Linked DNA regions of Gossypium hirsutum: region 2 is linked to region 1. Evidence: chromatin contacts called from public Hi-C data. All regions are on one chromosome and are shown on one strand. Each heading gives the region's core, a stretch centred on a gene start, on an enhancer-like site or on the middle of the called end of the contact. The rest is flanking DNA. Distances are from core to core; before and after follow the strand shown. Region 1 has its middle 32 kb from the start of LOC107911857. Region 2 has its middle 38 kb from the start of LOC107911851.

Evidence for each region. A called contact is a pair of places that touch in the nucleus more often than the background predicts.
Region 2: a Hi-C map of leaf shows a contact between it and region 1, with 2.5 times the contacts expected there. The contact joins two enhancer-like sites. A contact is called at or near these places in 14 of 34 Hi-C or Micro-C datasets (anther, callus, cotyledon and 4 more).

What each region holds. Positions count from the first base shown.
Region 1 is chrD08:39,735,760-39,741,804 of Gossypium_hirsutum_v2.1, forward strand. No RefSeq gene overlaps it. Among protein-coding and RNA genes, the nearest start is that of LOC107911857, 32 kb to the left of the region's middle. Within about 2 kb of position 4,227, at least 2 of the 9 cell types and tissues checked have an H3K27ac peak or open chromatin away from gene starts, as enhancers often do. A contact at or near this core is called in leaf, where this site is marked.
Region 2 is chrD08:39,783,662-39,789,669 of Gossypium_hirsutum_v2.1, forward strand. No RefSeq gene overlaps it. Among protein-coding and RNA genes, the nearest start is that of LOC107911851, 38 kb to the right of the region's middle. Within about 2 kb of position 1,515, at least 3 of the 9 cell types and tissues checked have an H3K27ac peak or open chromatin away from gene starts, as enhancers often do. A contact at or near this core is called in leaf, where this site is marked.

The DNA of each region.
Region 1 (6,045 bases), core at 2,977-5,476:
TATATAAGTTATAATTAAAAAGAAAACAAACATGCTCTTTATCTTTTTCTTATGAAAATTCGAATGTAAGAAAGGAGAAAACCCTTGGTCACGTTCATGCTTAAATCCCTAAATTAGTAACTGATTTCAATCTCGTTTCTTGTAATTTTTATGTTTTTAAAATCGTTGCAATTAGGTCTAGCTAACTTGTATCTCTATTTTCAAAACTGTTATAGATTTTAAAACTTTCTATTAATGAATCTTAGATGTTCTTGATAGAAAATGGTATATTTGGAAGCTATGAAATGTTTAAAGACTATTTTATAAAGTGATTTTTGTTAATTTTGAACATAAGGACTAAGTTTTTAATATCTTAAAATTGATACGTAATTTCTGTGATTTTTTATAATAGGTGGTTGTAATTGAATATATTTGAAATCGGTTTAAATTTTGAAGTCTAAATTTGAAAGTTATGGTAAGTTTGATTTTAGGGACTAAATTGAATAAAACGTAAAAGTTTAAGGAAATTATGTAAAATGAAATTAAAAGATTATAAGCATGAATTTGAGTATTATTATGAGATTGGTATTAATATTTTGAACATTAACTATTATATAGACCAAGTTGTTAACTTATGCGAAAAATAGAAAACTGTTGAATAGTCCTTGTTAGCTAAACTTCTAGGATTTTGTCAGGTAAGTTCATACACTATGAAGTTACTCCTTTATGCTTACATGCTATACTAAGATTGTCGATAATTATTGTTGTTGGACTGGATTTATAAATTATCTCAAGTATATCCCGATGGAATTAGAAAATGCTCGTATATAGGTTTGTGTTCTTGCCTAGCTCCCAGCTCCTGTATATGTTGCGGACTAGAGAATAAAAAATATTAAGCCCTGGCTAGGAAAATATTTGTGTAGGTTGACCGTCTTGGGCAACCAGGCACTAATGTTTCCATCTGTATACTGAGGTATTATTTTACTAAACTTTATCAAGAAGGTCCGTTATTAAAGTCTTGGAGGCTAATCTATGAAGTTGGTTATAGAGCTCTTGTGAATTGGTTTTAGGATTATAGTTGGTTTATTTGGTAATGAAAATACTTATGAATGTTCATGTGATTAAGCTCAAAACTTTATATGTATAATGATGTTGTTTGAATCTTGATAAGGGTATATAATGTGAATTGAAGGGTGAATGTGAGCAAGGTGATCAATTAGAATACGAATTTATGTTATATTTTAAGTTGAATATGGTGCTTCACCATTTGAGTTTATATATGTGGATTTGGTTTAAACCTCAATTGATTGATGTTGTTTTTGGATGTCATGATAGGTGAAATTGTTTTATATTAATTAATGTATTTGTTAAATGGTTGAGGTAAGCTATTTGTTTATATTGTATGAGCTTACTAAGTATTTTATATACTTACTCGTGTTACTACTTTTATGTAAATTTTGGACGTCTGAGACATGTCGACCAGATCGTCAAGAAGCTCACACCCTTCAACTTTTGATTTGGTAGATTTTTTATGTTTGAAGTTGGTTACTTGTGGCATGTACATAGGTTGAATGAACTTAAGCTAGTCAAAATCTGTTTTAGTATAATAGCCTTGTATATGTAAATTTATGGTTGAGACTTAATATTGGATATTTGGTATTTGATTTGAATTATTGATTTGTTGGTGCCAGTAAGGGCACATTGGTTGTTTGATAAAATGATTAGTGAATTGGTGTTTTTGACTTGGAATAGGCATATTTTGGTGTTGGTTTGAATAGAATGAAATGGCATTATAGGTCATTTGGTTTAAATGGTATGCAAAATGCTTAAAACATGGTATTTATGCTGCACACGGGCTACCACTAAACCGTGCGTGTTACACGTTCAAGGTGATTTTTAGTTCACACGGTTTGAGGACATTGGTGTGTGGCCTTGCACCACATGGACTCAGGCCATCAAACAGCCTAGCCACACGCTTGTGTGACCCCTATTTTGCATTTATGCCTATTAATTTGTAAATGTTTCAGATCGGTCCTGATTTAGTTTCGAAATTGCTCAAAAGCTTTCGTAAGCCCAATTAAGACTTGATTTTGATTGTAATGCATGTTTAACATGGAATTAGTTTGTATTTATTGATTATTGAGTATTATTGAATAAATTGCTTGTGAATGTTCCGGTTTACTATTGTAGCATCCTATAGCTTGGGTCCGACGACTAGACTGAGTATAGGGTGTTACATACTCCATGCAGTCACACAATATCCGAAATATATAACTTAGCCAACATTTGTAAAGAGTAATCCGTATAGACAGGTAAGAAATGAGCAGACTTAATTAATCGATCTACTATCATCCAAATTGAATCTTTCTTAATGGGTGTTAAGGGTAATTGTAACACCCCGAATTTGGGACTAGAAGTATTAAGGTTTGTTGGTTAGGTCAGTGGTTTGATAGGCTGTTAACTAAGTATTTGCGTTTTAGAGATAGAGTGAACCTGCTGGTTCGGTGATAAGGTGTTTGTCATTGTATAATGTTTAACACAATTAATATTATTATATAATATGTATATGAATTTGTATGTCATATTTTGGTTTGTTTGTATATAACATTTATGGTTATGTATATAAATTTTTTTATTTGAATTATTATCTATATATATAACGCATGAATTTGGAAAAACTTTTAAATTGATAAAAATAATCTTTATTATTTATTATACTACTAAAATGATATTTGAATAATTTTTATTTTATTATTAAATTTTGAATATTGAAAAATCTTTATCTTGTTTAGGCTTAAATGTAAAAAAAATCCTTAGTAAAAAAACAATTAAGCCCTTAAGAATGTACTCAATTGATCTCTCAATGACAAAAAAAAATCAACTAAACCCATTTTATAATGAAAATTGTCATTCACGAATTTGATTGTTAACAAACACTTCCGTGATTGACAAAATCATTGTGAAGCAATTACATGGCATGCCACCTAGACAAATATACTGACATAGCTTGTCACGTATCATATATTAAAAGAATTAAAATCCTAAAATTATATAAAATATATATACTGAAATAAACTTAGAGAAATGAACATTCAAGTTTATTTGAATTTGAACATCTATTTGTCTAGTTCATTCTAGATGTAGTTTAAAATATTATAAAAAATTTAAAATGTTGTAAAAATATTATAAATTTATAAAAATTATCGATAATTAAGTAAAAAATTCTAACAAAATACAAAAAAATCATAAAATACTATAAAATGTTTAAATATAAATAATATAATATAATAATAAATAATCCAAATTTTGTCCGTGCCCCTATATACCCTATTATGCCTTGCTGTAGAAACACAAAAATCGTGTTATTTGATAAATTTCGTAATCCAAAACTCATATTCATCAAAATGTCACAAATTATATATATATTAAGAAGTTTTTGTGTTCATTTTTCATATGAATTATAGATACAGTGAGTACATACAAATATGATTTTTCATTACTAAAATTTTAATAAATTCGATAGGAACTTAATTTGATTTTCATATCATTAAATTAACATATTACATCATTATATATTTCATATAATCATTAAACTTAAAATTTTTAAATTTTATTAATTACTAACTTTGAATATTTTTTATACATATATAATAATTGCATTAAAAATAATATTATATTCATAATTAATGTTTTTGAATTTTATAATTTAACATAAAGATGTATTGATTTATAAAATTTTAATATAATTATATAATATTTAAAATATATTTTCATAAATTTAATTTTTTTTTAGTTTTATATTGGATCTATCTCGGGCTTAAGTTTGGATTGGTCTCGAGCCTAAGACCGATCATGAGTCAATTTTGGGCTCGAATTATTTTGGACTCGAGCTTTCTCAAATTTGAATTTTCTTATATTTAGATTTTCTTAGATTCAGATTATTACATGCTTGGATTTAAAGGTACGAAGTTTCAGGTTCAGGTCTGTGCACAAAAACAAAAAAAAATATAATATGAATATTAAGTATAATTATATGATCTCAAATGCGATAATATTTTTTTTTCAATTGGTAGTAATTGTGTATTTTATCCTTTTACTTTGATTTAGTCATTAATTGTGTATAATGACAAAATTATATTAATATTAAAAATAAAAATATATTTCCTTCCACTTCCCACACCCCACCCCTTTCGACTCCTTCCTTCTACCATCGCTTTTCCCTCTCTCCCATTGTCCCTCCTCCACCTCGACCCTTTCCTTCTCCTCACCGTCCCTCTCTCTCCCCCGGGCCATCGCTTTCCCTTCCTTCTCCCTTGACTAAGCCAACAACTTGTATTTTCCTCAATTTTTCTATTGGTTGCCTCTCGTTCTTCTTAATTCCTCCACAACATAATTTCCCCTCTATAAAAGCATAAAGGCCAAACATCTTCCATCGCCATTAAAACCAAAACTGCAAACGATCATTAACATTGGTTGGTAATGCCTTTGATTCCACGGCTTTCTGTGCTTTCACTTTCTTTGTTGTTATCTTTGATAATTCTGTTTTAAGTGTTAGAGTATCTGGAAGTTAGTTAGTTGACTGTTAAGATAGCCGTTAGTTTGTTAAAGAAACAGTTCTCAGCTATTGCTATAAATCCATGTATCAGGTCATTAATATGGCTTAATGAAATTTAATATACTTCTTCAGTTTTAGAGTATTTTTTGTTATATTTCAACATGGTATTAAATGTCTCTCTCTTCCTGGGATTGATGCTTTAAGTTTCGGTTCTTTTTGGTTGTTGCATGGATCAACCATCGAGTTCTTCCGCTGTTTAGTCTACTGCACCCACGATGGCGTCCAATCTTGTTAATGGTGTTCTTGATAGCAGTTTCTTCTCTACCAAGAAAGTGAGTATACTTCTTGATGATTCCAATTATCTTTTATGGCGGCAACAGGCTATGTTGGCTGTTAAAGCTTACAAACTGCAAAGTGTTCTTGACTTGCATACCGTACCACCCCCTTCGATGGTTCCAGGTGATGATGGGGTGCTTCAAGAAAATGTTGAGTTCACTAGGTTCGAACAGTAAGATAGCGCTCTTGTTTCCTGGCTTTTGTTCTCGGTAAGTCAAGATGTTCTTCCTCATCTCATTGGGCTTGACACCATTGCTCAGATTTGGAATTCTATTGTAACATTGTATGGTAGCAAAACTACTTCTCGACTGATGTTCTATCGTCATGCATTACACTCTCAACGAAAAGGTGATATGTTTATGAAAGAGTTTTTGCTGAAAATCAAATCCTACTGTGATAATCTTGCTAGCTGTGGAGAGGCTATCAGTGCAAATGAGCATATCACTGCTATCCTTAATGGGCTGCCATTCGAATATGAGTCCATTGTTTCAATCATTCTTGCTGGTCAGCTTTCATACATTGTTCAGAATGTCACAACTATGCTAATTGATGCTGAAGCTAGACAACAGGTTATACTGGCTGAGACTCCTAGTTCTGCCAATTTAGTTTCTTAACAATCTGCACAGTCAGTTACTAATACTTCTGTACCACCTTATCGTGCATCAAATTCTCGGGGTCGTAGGCGTGGTTGCTAGTCTGGAGCCCGTATTCAATGCCAATTGTGTGGAAAAACTAGATATATAGTTGATCGATGCTATCATCGGTTTGATTCATCTTACAAAAGTTCCAACTACAGGCCTTCTTCGCAAGCAAATATGTGCATGTATGCACTTGGTCCTTCTCCTTGGACACTATTTGATGTGTCAGTTATGTCACCTGTGGTTCAACCTTCTCCCAACTAGTCCTATCAGTCAGCGCCTACGTCTAACTGGGCCCATCCATATATGAGTAACTCCACACAACAGGTTTCACCTTCCTCTACTACTGTTTTTCCACCACATGCGTTAATTGCTGCACCTGACACTGTAGGCGACCCTGCTTGGCATCCTGACTAGGGTAACGTATCACCTCACTCACTCTGCTACCTCTCTTGGTGATAATCCATCTCACAATGGGCCAGGTAAGGTGTATGTTGGAAATGGTAGCTCTCTCCCTGTTTTGTGTTCTGGTCAGTC
Region 2 (6,008 bases), core at 265-2,764, 45 kb after region 1:
GTGTTGCTGCTTAAAAAGCTACTTCTTCATACGCCGAAGTTTTTCCTACATCTCAATAACTTAATGTTGGGAGCCAGAGTGCTGCTGATAAGTGGCTTGGTCTAGAGGAGTGGCAGTGACTGCTATTTGAGGAGGTAGGGGTAGTGAGGTAGGAAGAGAGAGCGTACTGCAAATATTGGGCAAGGTACTCCTTGGGATCATGTGATGTGGTTCTAAAAGTCTATTGAGAGTAAAAAGAGATAGGTTGAGCAAGGTTGTAGGTTGGCGATATTAAAGATGATGGAAGTACATAAGAAAGTGGTGGCAGAGGTTAAGAGAGTGATAGAACCGGAGGATGTCGAGAAAATATCAATATTTAGGGTTTAAGGTTTGGTAAAAAGGAACAAAAGGGTTGTTCAACCTCAATGATTGAGTCAAAACAATGGAGTTTTGGTTTAAAGAGGGTTTAGAGGTGATGGGATTGATAGGATTCGTCGGAGCTGACGAGTTTACGGGGTTTGTGGAGTTAGCTAGGTTTGCTAGGTTGATGAGGGAATTGTTCTGAGAAGAAGTCATGGTAAGGCCCACGCTCACTGTACCAATTGTTGATGAAAGGTATCAACAAGGATGGAGATGAGGAGAAGGTGGTGGTGCAAAAGAGGTTAGTTCAGCTAGACAGATAAAAAGCCAAAGAAGGATATAAGGAAGAGTAAGGTTACTGTAAGGGTTGAGAAGGCTGAGTGCAGAAAGTAAGTGCTCAAGGTTGCTAATGGGAAAAAGATCCCTTTCTCATCGTCCTGCAAGGTATTTATAGGGAGATACCCTTTGTTTGGTAGTGTTGACGTGGCAACTTATTACCATGGAGTGTGGGGGGTGTACGTGGTGGGGCCATTTTGTTAGTCCTTTAGGGAAGCACAAGGATCGTATGCTCATGTGGATTCCAACTATCTATAAAAGAATGTTCGCACTTAAGGGAGTGTTTACAGCAGAAAACTAGTGACTTGGTCGTAGTAATGGGTGGCCTGATGTTGATTATGTTTCAGCTATCAATGGATGATCCCATGGAAGGCGTCTCGTCCTAAAGTCTAAGCAACTAGTGGTAACTCGGACAAAAAGAGGTGTAGATGAGAGATGTCACACGTTGAATGCCTTTTTGCCTTTTTGGCGTGCTGTCGAAATGTCACATGTTGAATCCGAGCGAGCGTATAAAAATATTGGAGAGAAGATGAGAGATGATTCACAAAGATTATGCCTGCAGCTGTAGGTAGGTATAACAGCTAGCCTAGCATATATATTCACGTATGAGAGAAAATGAGGAGAACGCCTTGGAGAGCAGACTATGATGTCTAACCAATTGGAGTAAATTGTGATTGGGCCCTCTTCCTTATCACTAATTTGTTAACATCGAAAAGTGTAGCTTTGATAAAGATTCATGTCGGCGCATATTGCTTTGCATCCCTTATGCTTTCCTCTCCACCCCTATAGCCTACGTTTGCTTATAGCTAGGTTGGGCTCATTGAAAAGTAGGGTCGCCATCGACCACCGTCTCTCTTTTGCCATCATTACATGACAATGGGTAGAGATAAACCAGACCAATATATAAGGTTCCTAATTCTGTTAGGATGGATCTTTAAACAAAGCCCTTCTACCCACTCTGCATTCGACGGATAAAATCATAAAAGAATCCTTGGTACGGTAGCTCTAACACCTAAATGAGTTTGGACCATACAGCTCTGCAATGTATTTACAATTTTTTTTTTTGGGGGGGGGGTCAAAGCAATGCCTTTACATTGTTATTTATTGTTATCGAGCTTCTGATAAAAGGTTTTCTAATAAGAAAAAAAATGAAAAATTGATTGGGTACATCTTGGTCCATATGTTATTATAGAGCTGTAGGCATAGGACCACAGCTTCGGAACTCTAGTGGACAATTGAGGACTCCCTATACCGTCTAGTTGGCGGCTGGTGTGTGGTGTTTACAAGCTTCAATTGTCGGTTTCTCTGATTGTCAACAGTCTTTCTCTTTCTATTTCATTTTCTCTATCTCAATCGAGATGGACTTTATAGTGGACCTGTAGCCCAGGATTCTCCTGAAAGTCCAAGGATGATTGGATAGCTGGGATTGTATTGGGGCCTAGATGATCATCTTGACATTGAAGGCAATTTCACAAATATTAGAGACATGATAAGACCCCGGAAATGCATTGTTTTCTCTTTGCAATTCAATCACATTATCTATTTTGTCCCATCTTTACGCAGCTAATAACTAGCAAGTTCATGAACCATGTTGAGGGAGAACTATATAGCAAGGAAAATCCGTAATGACATGACAGTTGTTTTTTTTAAACAAAAAAACACAGCACTAAAGTTATTTGCTGAAGAAAGTAGCCGACAGTTGAGATCCCAGCATGATTGATACGTGGACACTTAGAGAGTTTCCCAGATTCGTAGCTATCAAGGGCACCTGTCAAGTCCTGAAACTCTCAACACAGATACAAATAATATGAATGAAGGAAACCTATACTGATTTAGGTATGCTACGTGGTATTTTGACATCCTTTTGTTTTTCAACAATCAAAAGCTCAACTTGCCACCAATAGATACCAACAAAACTATACCTGCACATTACTTGATTATTTTTCTGGGATTAATGTTCATTGACTATATTACTACTTGTCAAGGGCAGGCTCGATGCACTTGCAATTATTAGTGGATACGCAACTCAGCACAGATGCAGCATTTCATTGGCTTAAATTGAGTTGATTTCTTTCAGCTAGACCTAGGCCAGCTTCCAAGAACCCTACATATTCAATCTTTTAGCACAACTTGGGCTGCAATTTGCAAAACGTACCAGTTGACTCCTCTCTCACTATTATTTTAAGCAACAAACATATAAATCAGTTGGTAAGCGTATATTTTATTATAACTTTTTTGAAACAAATTTATAAGTTATATTTTTTATTATATATTTGAATTCCTTAGAAACTTGTATTATATTTTTTCTCTTAAAATAAAAAATTATAAAATATGGTATAGGTTTATATGTTTTCTTATTAGAGTAAGGTGTTCTTTATAAGCTATGGTAAATTAAGTTTCAATAATAATTAACAATGGCTGGTCTTCCGTCTCTGCTCATTGTGGAGACAGGAAAGCGAACACTAACTAGTTATATGAAATATTATACACATTTCACCCATATATAAAAATAGAATCGTACGTATATACCAATCTACTTTATATAATCATGAATATTATTTCTTCAACCAAGGAAGGAGATTCTTGAACTTGGGAGGGTTAGTCATGAACATGAAAATGGATGTGGAATATATAAAGAAAAAACTAAACTAAACCCCTTGAGCTTAAATTTAATGAGCCCTTCTTTAAACCCAACTGAAACCAGTTATATTTATAGGCTCCAACAGACGTAGTTAATGGACCTAATCCTTTCTTCTGTGGTGTGTGAGAGAGAGAGAGAATAATAGCATCCCTTTTTAATTTGTGGATCCTTAATCCATTGTTTAAAACATGCCTTTAATATTGGCACCCAATATTCAATCATCTCCCTGCTTGGAGTTGGAACATCTTTAAACTCTTTTTAATTAAACTATTCAATATATATTAATATTTATTAAATGATTAAATCTTTTTTTACATAAAATAAATAGTTCAAAAATTTTAATTTATATTAAATTTGACATGATCTATATAGAATATGAAATGTAATGATTAGATTATTAAAATATTAATCGTACAAAAATATATAAAATGACATAAAACTGCTTTAGTTTTAAACTGATATAAGTGAATCCCTCTCAAAAATTTTAAAATAATAATTTTTAAAATGTAATTTCTTTATATAAATTTTTAAATTGTTTTCACTATTTTAAATATAAAAAATTTACCTATTAAAAAATTTACATTGAATAAAAAATAGATTTTTCAATTTAAATAACCATGATAACTTATATTCCAATATTTTTTCTCCAACCCAGGCTGATTGGGCTCTCATAAATTTAGATGGTGATGTAATGTTTAGATGGCATGAACACCCAAAAAAGCAGCCTCTTTAGATTTGCATTAAGTGGCATAAACCCATCAACATATTTGTAGGTATAGTTTCGTTATTGATTTGTCAAAGATTGATAATAGTGCAGCCGGTTATTGGCATCTCACATGTAGGCTAGACTTATATAGTTACAATGCACCCAAAATGTGTAACATAATCAAGCAGCTGGCCCATAACTTTTTCGCTAACAATGGCTTCCAACTTAACACAACTGCTGCGCCTTCATTCTTGTCCTACAGCACCTTAGGGCTAGTTTGACAATACTTTTGAAAAGTGTTGTGGAAAAATAATTTTGAGAAGTATTTTTGAAAAGTGCTTTTGAAAAATTTGAGTGTTTGGTATTGCTGTCAAAAAGTACTTTTGAGAAATAAAATGTTCATTTTAGACATGATATTATAAAGTAACAAATATGTATTTAAATAATGTTCAAATTAGTTAATATTATGATCTTTTAGCAAAAATATAAAAAATAATTTATTATAACTTATTGTTAATACTTTAATATATAAAATTAATTTTAAATATTTCTAAGTAATTAATATTATTTATTTATTAAATTTAATTAGAATATATAAACTATATTTAAATATAATAATTAGATATTTGTAATTAGATATTGACACAATTGTATTATTTTAAAAATTATTTTTTATTTTTAATTAATGCTTTTAACACATTTGTATTATTTTATTTTAAAATGTATTTGAATATATAACTCATATTAGATATTTACATAACATAGAAAACATAAACCTAACAAATTAAAATATTACATATATTTAGATTAAAGTTTCAAAAAGGGATAATATTTATATACCAAATATAAATACTAAAAATTTTACAATAGCATTTACTAAAAAGTCTTCTAACATCTATTTGGAAGAAGAAATAGTAAGGTTAAAAAAGTAAAATATCAACCAAAAGCACTTTTGGGCTGAAAAAAGCTAAAATTTTCTACTTTTTCATATGTGAAAAAGTACTTACAAAGTTAAAAAATTTTCTACACTGACGTCTGTTCTTTATTGCTTTTTAGGAAAAATCACTTTTTAATGAAAAAGCTCATCTGAGAAGCATTGGAGAACACAACCTTAATGCTCCTTGAAGCCCATCCATCTACTAATCTTTTTTTCAGATGGGGGAGCTCAGATTTTATAGAAGAACTCATGTCTTTGTAACATCTTTAAAATCCTCTTAATCGAAAATAATATGAAATAATTTTTTAGTGAAATAAGATATAAAGAAAGTAAAGGATAAGGGGTGTTAAAGAAAAATGAAATAAAAAGTATGTTGTGAAATATTAATTTGAGCCAAGGACTAAATTAGAAAAAATATGAAAAGTTTTGTGGCCCAAGTGTAAATGTTTAAAAAGTGAGGGGTTAAAGTATAAATTGGAAAATTTGAAGGGCCAATATTGAAAATATCTTAAGGGTGGAAAAAATGGATGAATAAGGACCAAACTGAACAAATAAAGAAAAGAGAAAGACTAAATTATAAATTTTACCAAAAGATGTTATGAAAATGATGAAATTGTAGAGAAAGTAGAAGGATAAAATAGTCATTTCCTAAATAATATTAAAAGAAAATATCTTGGCTATGGACAAATTTGAGTCATTAGATTAAATTGAAAAGTAAGAATAAATTATTGTCATGGATTGAAATCATTAAACTTAGATTATTTTATTAATTAGTAATATTTTATGAAAGATGTTTTTATAGAAAAATGGAGAAAATTCTCCAATTCTCCATGCTTCAACCGTCCAACACCAATATAACGGAGAGGAGTGTTTTTTTATACAATTTAGTCCCTTACCAAGAAATCTCACTATTTCATCCAAAATTTTTGGAAATTTCCATAGACACCGAAGAGGAAAGATGAAGCAGAGATCCTAGAGAGTATATTCATCAATTTAGAAGAAAGAAATTGGTAGATGAAAGTGAAGAAAATTAAAAGAAAAGAGAAGGA